2 separate regions of the Mus musculus genome follow, and region 1 is linked to region 2. A link is a contact called in public promoter capture Hi-C data. All regions are on one chromosome and are shown on one strand. Each heading gives the region's core, a stretch centred on a gene start, on an enhancer-like site or on the middle of the called end of the contact. The rest is flanking DNA. Distances are from core to core; before and after follow the strand shown. Region 1 holds the start of Grk3 (G protein-coupled receptor kinase 3). Region 2 holds the start of C130026L21Rik (RIKEN cDNA C130026L21 gene).

Evidence for each region. Promoter capture Hi-C pulls out the DNA fragments that hold promoters and counts their contacts.
Region 1: a contact with region 2 is called in a promoter capture Hi-C map of stem cell-derived epiblast-like cells, with 2.7 times the contacts expected there. The contact joins the promoter of Grk3 here to the promoter of C130026L21Rik in region 2.

What each region holds. Positions count from the first base shown.
Region 1 is chr5:113,013,338-113,017,496 of GRCm38.p6, forward strand. Grk3 (G protein-coupled receptor kinase 3) reads right to left here and starts at 2,201. Exons shown (of 21, transcript NM_177078.4): 1 at 2,030-2,201. The coding sequence starts at 2,142.
Region 2 is chr5:111,579,243-111,583,005 of GRCm38.p6, forward strand. It overlaps C130026L21Rik (RIKEN cDNA C130026L21 gene), which reads left to right and starts at 2,319. Exons shown (of 4, transcript NR_015546.2): 1 at 2,319-2,628; 2 at 2,937-3,054; 3 at 3,179-3,268.

The DNA of each region.
Region 1 (4,159 bases), core at 951-3,450, 1.4 Mb after region 2:
GAGATACGGTCGTCTGTTGAAGACTGGGAAGAGGCGAAGTCACCGAGAGAAGGAAGCACAAAAAAGACTGGGGGTGACCAGATAATTAGTTAGAAATTAAAAAAAAAAATCAATAGTGAACGACCAAGGGGCAAGTTCAAATGCACCATCCCCTCTTCCAACAGCCAAGTCCTTACAAGGAACCAGGATCGTCTGTGGTTGAGTTGTTGGTTATTGCTTGGGGGCTGAAGCCACTGAGACAAACAGGCAACAGACTAGACTCCTGGAGCGGGGGACAGATGGTCTAATTCAAGAGTCTACCTGAAAAAACAGCTACAGAACAGCGGTCCTCAAAGGACCCCACCCTAACTTGATGCTCCCTTAGACGTTCCTCAACCTCAGGACTCACAGGCTCAGCCACACCACATCTCCTTTGAAACAAAGTATCACCAAAGACCTTGTCAAAGCAGAGGGGTATTGTACAGAGAAGTGAGGGCCTTGGGCGCTAGGGTGTGCAGCCAAGAGCAAGCAAGCATGCACAGAGCAGCCCAGCTAGGTTAAAAACACCAAGAAAAAAAATGATGATGAGCGGACAGACATTCCTAATTTTAGTCATCTTATATACTCCCTCTCCCATAAAGCTCCCTATGAGTTGTGATTTGTTGGTTTTATATATAGAAACCATACATAGTTAAGATTCCCTGCCCCTCACAGGGTGGGGGCAGAGGGAAGGGAAGAGAGAATGGAATGAAGCTTTTTCATGTCCCCCTTCCCAATGGGGAAAGTTTTCTACTGAAGCTTGCTTGGTTGTGACTTGGGGAGCCCTGGGTCTGGTCCCTCCCACTTACTGAAGATTTCAATCAAGTCCTGTTTTCAGTGAGTCTCAGACAGGCTGAACTCCAGGAAGGCAAGCACTGTCCAGTCCACCCAAGTGTCCCCTTGTGCCTGCTCCACTCCGCAAGGAGCAACACACCCCCCAAAAAAAACAGCGAAGGGCCAAGGCTTGCAAGGGAAGGCAAGCCAAAAATACCCAGCCAGCGCAGCTGTGTGTACAGTGTGACTCTTCCTAGCAAACACGGCACGGGGATTTGATGTTTCCTGGATCACGGGGCTCACAAACACGATCGGGAAAAAAAATAATAATCTGACCATTGTTCGGTATTGAAAGGTTCTCTGAGGGCTATGCATACTGCTAAGGAGACAGACGGTTTACCTGGCGTGTGTGAAGCCCTGGGTCCCATCTCCAGGACCTCAAAAAATTAGACGAGTAAATGTGTATATTTTCTCTCACATGAAGGTAGGTAACACTGCCGCCACATGGGCGTGTCACGCTTGACCATTTGAAAGGGGATGCAGCTTTGGTTTAGAGCCTTACAGAATTGCATGGTTCAGGGGTGGCTGTAAAGTCCGAGCCAATTTTTTCATCAACTCAAGGAAGCCACACCAGCTAAGCAACTGGCAGTGGGGTCAATTAAGAAGTGACACACAGCCCCACTCTGGAACACCGCCTAGAACTCCCCGGGACAAGTACAGCTCTAAGAGGCCATCACACCTCAGAAAAATCAATAATAAATCAGTCGTGATATTAAGAGCAACTTGGCAGCGAGCGGCCAGCCGGAGCCGGTGCAGCGGGAACCTCCAGTCTTGCAAGACCAGGCTAGGCTCAAGTGGCTCTCCTGTCATCCTTCCCAGAAAGGGCAGGCCGCCAGGGGTCCAAGTTGAGGAAAGTGGCTCAGGTAATGGCGCTGGTGACAGAACTGAGAACTCAAGGTCTACTTACTACTGCAAGGGGCCAGAGGACAGGGGCAGGGGGGCTGAGAGACAGACAGCCCTGCAACCAGCCTGGGACAGCGGGACGGAGGGGACTGGCGGGCGGACCAGAAAAGGAGGGAGAGGACCAGAGGGGACAAGAGGGGACTGGAGGGAACTGGCGGGGGAGGGGGGGGAGGGGGAAGGTGAGGGAGAGGACCAGGAGGGATCCGGAAGGGACCTGAGAGGGAGGGAAAGAACCGAAGGAGACTGGATAGGGCGGAGAGGGCCAGAGCAGTACCTGGGCTCCGGCAGGACGACCTTCTTGCTGGCGCGCGCGGCCGGCGCCGTCTTGCTCTTCTCCATGGCCATCAGGTAGCTGACGTCGGCCAGCACGGCCTCCAGGTCCGCCATGGCGGCTCCGCAGCTCCCGCCGCCCCGACGGGGCCACGGCGCGCCCGACGCGCGACCCCGACGCGGACCCCGACGCACCGCCCCTTCCGCGGCTCCGCGCCCCAGCCCGGCGCGCCCCCAACCGTCCGCGGCCACGCGCTCCTGACCCAGCCTCTCAGGCACCAGGGACTTCCTCTCCCTCCTCCTCTCCCTCTCCCTCCTCCTCTCTTCTCTCTCCTCTCCTCCTTTTCCTCTCTTTCTCACCCTTAGCTCTCTAAGCACAGTCCAGATGCCCAGTACTGAGTGGACACTCCAGGAGGTCTCCAATAGCACACTGTCCTGGAGAGGACGCTTCAAGAGGTATCCTGGAGTAGTCCCACCTGCTCTTTCGAATGATTGCCAAATAGAGGTCAGAGCTACAGCAGGGGGTGTCTCCAGCCATTAGCCCCACCCTAGACCTCCCTCTGAGAACCAAGCCAAGAGACACCAGCATAGAAGAGAAAGTTGCTTGGCTCCCGCCATGCAGGGTGAAGTGGGGTGAGAGTCCTGCCCTGGAGCAGCGCTGTCCCAGGGGACCCAGTTGATGGAAGCACTCTAGGTTCAAGGTCATAACTGGCTTGCATTCAGGTGAAAGGCCTCAGGGTGTGTGTCCAGTTGGGGGGCGGGGGGGTTAAGGTATCCTAGCTTCTGCAGGCTCTCTACCAACTCAAGAACCACAAGAGGAAGTGCCCCTATGAGAGTGCAGAGCCTCCTGGGTTTTCAGGGAAGTGGAAGGGCTGAGACTTGATTCTGGGCAGTAGGGAATTCCCAACCCTGCCTAGGTCACTATTTCATTTCTCTGCAGCTGGGCACAGGGGTCCACATTCAAAATCCATGTGGTACCTGTTAAGGGATCAGGAAATCTGCAGACATCATAAGCTTGCAGGGCCTTTATCCAAATTGCCATACATCACTGTGAACCCGGGATTGGCCAGGGTTAGAGTGAACTGTTGGGGGTTTACAGTCACGTTTTTTGATTAGTTCTCCTGCTTTTGTTTTCTGTCTATTCTGTTTCCCAAAGGACTAGTTTTACCAGAAGTTTCTCAATCCCCAAGGCACAGTATTTAGAGGGACTAGAAAAGGTATAGGTGGGAAGGGGTGGGAACATCCTGAAGGAGTTGGGTCTGCCACAGACAGCCCACATCACCGCTATAGTGCCCACTGTATAATGGGGCAGAGACAGGGAGAGCCAAGCCTTCAGTTGAATTTGCCAGTTCCATTCACTTTTTCACCCAAATATGGGAGCATAGATGCCTTGTCTACCCAGTGAGGAGAGAGGGGTAAGTTCCCCCCAAAACACATTGCTCCTTCATGTCTGAATATTGTTTCTTCCAAAATGTTGTTGTTGTTTTTTTTAATCATCTGGGATCCTCAGATGATCAGATAACAAATAACCCTCCCACCTTCCCCATTTTTGATTGATTGATTGATTGATTGATTGATTGATTTTGGTCCTTTTTGACCTAGTAAGATTTTTTTTGTCTTGTCATGTTCCTTTTCCAAGTTGTGGTAGGTAGTAAGTTATGAAGACAGCCACATTCAAACCTTTAGTCTATGCTAAAAGGCTGAGAGAAATCAGGGGCAAGGTCCCAGCTTTCTGTGGCTCTGTCCTCATGAGTAATGAGACCAGTTCTTTTGAGTAAACAGAGGGGGAGGGCAGCATCTAGAGCTGTACCTTGGGATGGGAAGTGCAGGCCACATAATAATGAGGAACTGAGTTCAACTGTCAGAGCCCACATAGAGTGCATGGGGACACATGCTTGGAACCCCAACACCAGGAAGACAAGATGGGGGGAGCCCCGGGGCTCAGCAGCAGGCCAGCCTAGCTGAACTCATGATTTCTAGATCATTAAGAGAGCAAGTGTCAGAAAACAAGATGAGAGGCAGACAAAGTAGCCTACCAAGTAAGGGTTCTTGCCATAAGTGTGGAGTTTCGTCCCCAAGATCCCCTTGGAGGCAGAAGAGAGCGAACATGTGGAAGGTGTGCCTGACCTATGCA
Region 2 (3,763 bases), core at 1,069-3,568:
ACTTGTCCTGTCAGACAGAGACCTATAAAAAGCTTACCCACACTGTTATTTTAAGGGATGCCATCACTACGTCTCTGCCTGGGGGTCTCTGCTGGAACAGCCCTGGTTCCCACGGCCTGTGGCTTCCAAGGGTAAGGAGGAGGAAGAGGGCCACAAGGCTGTGCAGAGGTGGGGGCTGCATTTTCACTATGCGAGGGGCCTTTCCATCCTAGCCCTGTCCCTCCCTCTCTCTTTTGCTCCCAGGACCTCTTGGGAGAGTCTTTGTGGACGAGGAAGCCATGTGGGACTGCATTTTCCCCCAAGGTCACACGGTAGCTGGCAGTTCTCCCTTGCCCAGCTCTGAAGCCTCAGACCACCTGCTGCCTCCCCTCTCATTAAGCTCCTCCCCCTCCTGCTCTCCCTCCCCCTCCTCCCCCTCTTTCTCCTCCCCCTCCTCCTTCTCTTCCTCCCCTATCCTTCCCCTCCTCTCCTTCCTTCTCACCTTCCCCCTCCTCCCCCTCCTCTCCCTCCCCCATTCTTCCCCTTCTCTTCCCCCTCCTTCCTTTCTTTCCCCTCCTTCCCCTCTCCTCTCAATCCCATCTCCCTCCTCCCTCCCCTCCTTCTCCCCCTCCTCTCGTTCCTACCCTAATTCTTCCCCCTTCTCTTCCCCCGCTTCCCCCTCCTCTCCCTCCTCCCCCTTCTCTTCCCCCTCTTCCTCCTCCTCCCCCTTCTCTTCCCCCTCTTTCCCCTCTTCTCCCTCCTATCCCAATTCTTCCCCTCCTCTTCCCCCTCCTCCCCCTCTTCCCCTCCTCCCTCCTCTTCTCCCTCCTCCCCTTCCTCCTCCCTCTCCTCTTTCCTCTCTGATTCCTCCCTTCTTCTCCTTGTTGCATCCATTCCTCTCTTGCCACTCTCCTCTAGGCCTCCCTCCTGAAGACCCCCTGCCTCACCTGTGTGTCCCGTGAGTCTGCTTTCAGACAGTGTTCTCTGTCTCCCGCAGTGTCCTTGAGCTGCAATAACCCATCTAGGCAGAGTACCCTCAACCCTAAAGGAAGAGCACCGCCCACGCAAAGTGCAGGGCAGCGCAGGGGTGTGGGCACCACGCTGCTGAGGCTTACACTGTACTTTGGTTTAGTTCTAACAGAGACTTTTCCCTGTGCACCATCCTTCCTGCTGTTACATACATGCACACACTTTAAACATTTGCGTACATGTATGTATGTATGTATGTATGTATGTATGTATATGAGTGTGATGTGTGTGTTCACGTGTGTAAGTGTGCTGTGGCATAGGTGTGGAGATCAGTGGACAACCTCAGGTCTCAATCCTCACCCTCAACCTTATTTTAACAGGTCCTCTTATGTGCTGTGTGTACTCTAGCTAGCTGGCCATAGAACTTCCAGGGACCCTCCTGTCTCTGCCTCCCATCACTGGGCAAGATCCCTGGGCTGGCAAATCCTTGTTCTTGCGTTGGGTCCTGCCTGGGTTCTGGGCATCCATTCTGCCTTCTCATGCTTGCAAGAAAAAAAAAAATCTATGTGACCACTGAGCTCTCCAGCCCCATTCCACTGACAAACGGCAGCTGTAACTTGTCAGATGTCAATCATAGGGAGGCTCTGGGCGATGGAACCCAGGGTTTTATGAGTGTCACATGGTGCTCTGCCACCAGGCTAGCCCAGCCCAGTGTGTTTTCACACACAGGTGGTCCTCCATAGTCCTGTCAGTCTGAGAGGAGCATCTTTTCAGCCTCTAACCACTTCCCTGCTGCCGAGAGGTCCCGGCCCAACAGTGGTCTGGACCACACATAGCTGTGGCCTAAGAACTGAACCAGGAGGAGCTCATTTTGCGACCTGTGCCTCAGTTTCCTGATCTGACAGTGAAGCTCCCGTGTCTCCCTTAGGCAGCAGCTGCAGAGTAACCCCGCATGTGGGTTGCAGCGGCTGCTTAGCCAAGAAGGTGCCGCCAGCATCAGGCTGCAAAGTTCCCGTGAACCCAGGGCTGTGGTGCAACTGTCAGCTAGGCCCAAGCCCCCAGCCCCGGAGACCCCGGAGCCAGGCTGCATCTCGGGGAAATGAGGCCCGGTGGCCCCTGACCCCAGCCTGCAAGAGGCTAACCCCCTCCCTGGCCCCTCGGCTGTGAGGCTGCCCGCCCGGACCATTCATGGGTTTGTATTATAAGATGACTGCCGTCGCCATGGCAACATGAAAGGAGCCGATCTCATTACTGAGGCCCGGACACATTATTTTCTCCAAGGAATTTCTTCTTTTCATTATTTCCCTCCAAAGGTCAGCTGTCCTCTCAGGCGGGGCGGGGGCTGCGGGGGTGTCCACGAAAGGTGAGCCGATTCGGGGCCCAATTCCCCGGGTGGAATTTACAAGCGTTTTGCCTTCTCCTCCTGATCTAACACCAGCTTAGAGAATTTCTTCAAACCAGCCTTTCTCTTTAACCCCTGCGGCTCCGGCAGACAGCAGCCCAGCCATCCTTGCTAAGTTCCTGAGATTCCCTCCAGGGTCTGGGCTTTTCTCCAGCACGTGGCTCCCTGCTACCATCCGAGAAGTCCCTGATGCTGAGGTCTCTGCTGACTTGCCCCGAAGGATTGCCGACACACGGACATTTATGTCTTCCCCACAGGGAAAAACACCCCATTAGAAGGTAACACTAATGCGGGGGCGGGGGTGGTGGTGGCGGGGAGTCCATATCCTCGCTTGGAATGCAGAGTGTGCTGCAATTCAGAGACTGATAGACCTGCTAACATCCCTATCAGGCTGTGTGCCCTTGGGCAAGTAGCTCCCTGTTTCTGGGCACACTTTGCTCATCTGTGAAGCAACTCTATGTTGGTGTGTACCCAGGGAATGAGCAGAAATCATGAGCAGAGTCTGGCTGGCACCCAGGAACAGTAAATACCAAGGATTGATGATCGTATTTTGGTGTGTTTCTATCCATTTCTCTCTGTGTGTCAGCTGTCTGTAACTGTGAAACAAACAGCCCCGAGACTTGAGACTCGTTACCGGGAAGCAGCGATAACTCGGTATTAGCTCGTGCAGTTTCTGTGGGTGGAGGCCTCTGCATCCGTCTCTGGTGGGTCCTGAAGTGGCTGCAGCTACCCAGAAGAGGGAGGCAGAGGCTGGGATGGTTCTTCTGATATCTGGCCTCACAAGTCAACCGTATCTTGTGTCTATCTGCCTTACTCTGTGTCCAATAGGCAGAAATTTGGTTCCCCCATAGGATCTTCAGGGAGCTGCAGTGACACCAGAGGAGGGCTACTGGAAATGGCACCAGGACATCATATTCGGTAAGACAGGATCAGGGTGGACACCCATTCTACAGAGGGAAAACTGAGGCTCTGGACAAAAAACAGTGGCTTGCCCCACTGGCTTCCCACAGGCTCTAGATTCTTCCTTCTGTCTCAGTTTCTCATGGGGCCAGTCATTCAGCTCACCAGATTCTCTATCTGGGACACTGGAGGATTGTCTGCCCCTGTGTGGTGGGTACTCAGAGCTGGGGGAGCTCCCAGCCTCTCCATGGGAATTCTGGCACGTGCAGCGAAGATGATGATGTGTAGCTGTGATGTTGATGATGTGTGTTTGTTGACAGTTGGACGATTGTCTACCTCACAAGACAATAAATGGCTGCCAGAGGCAGAAACGTCAAAGTCAGTCATACAGATCTCTCTCTCTCTCTCAAAAAACAAAACAAAACAAAAACCAAAAAACTAACTCATGCTCTTGCATCTCCTACCTCCTGTGAATGATGCTTGGACTGAGTTTACAGGTTTCTGGCGGTGACT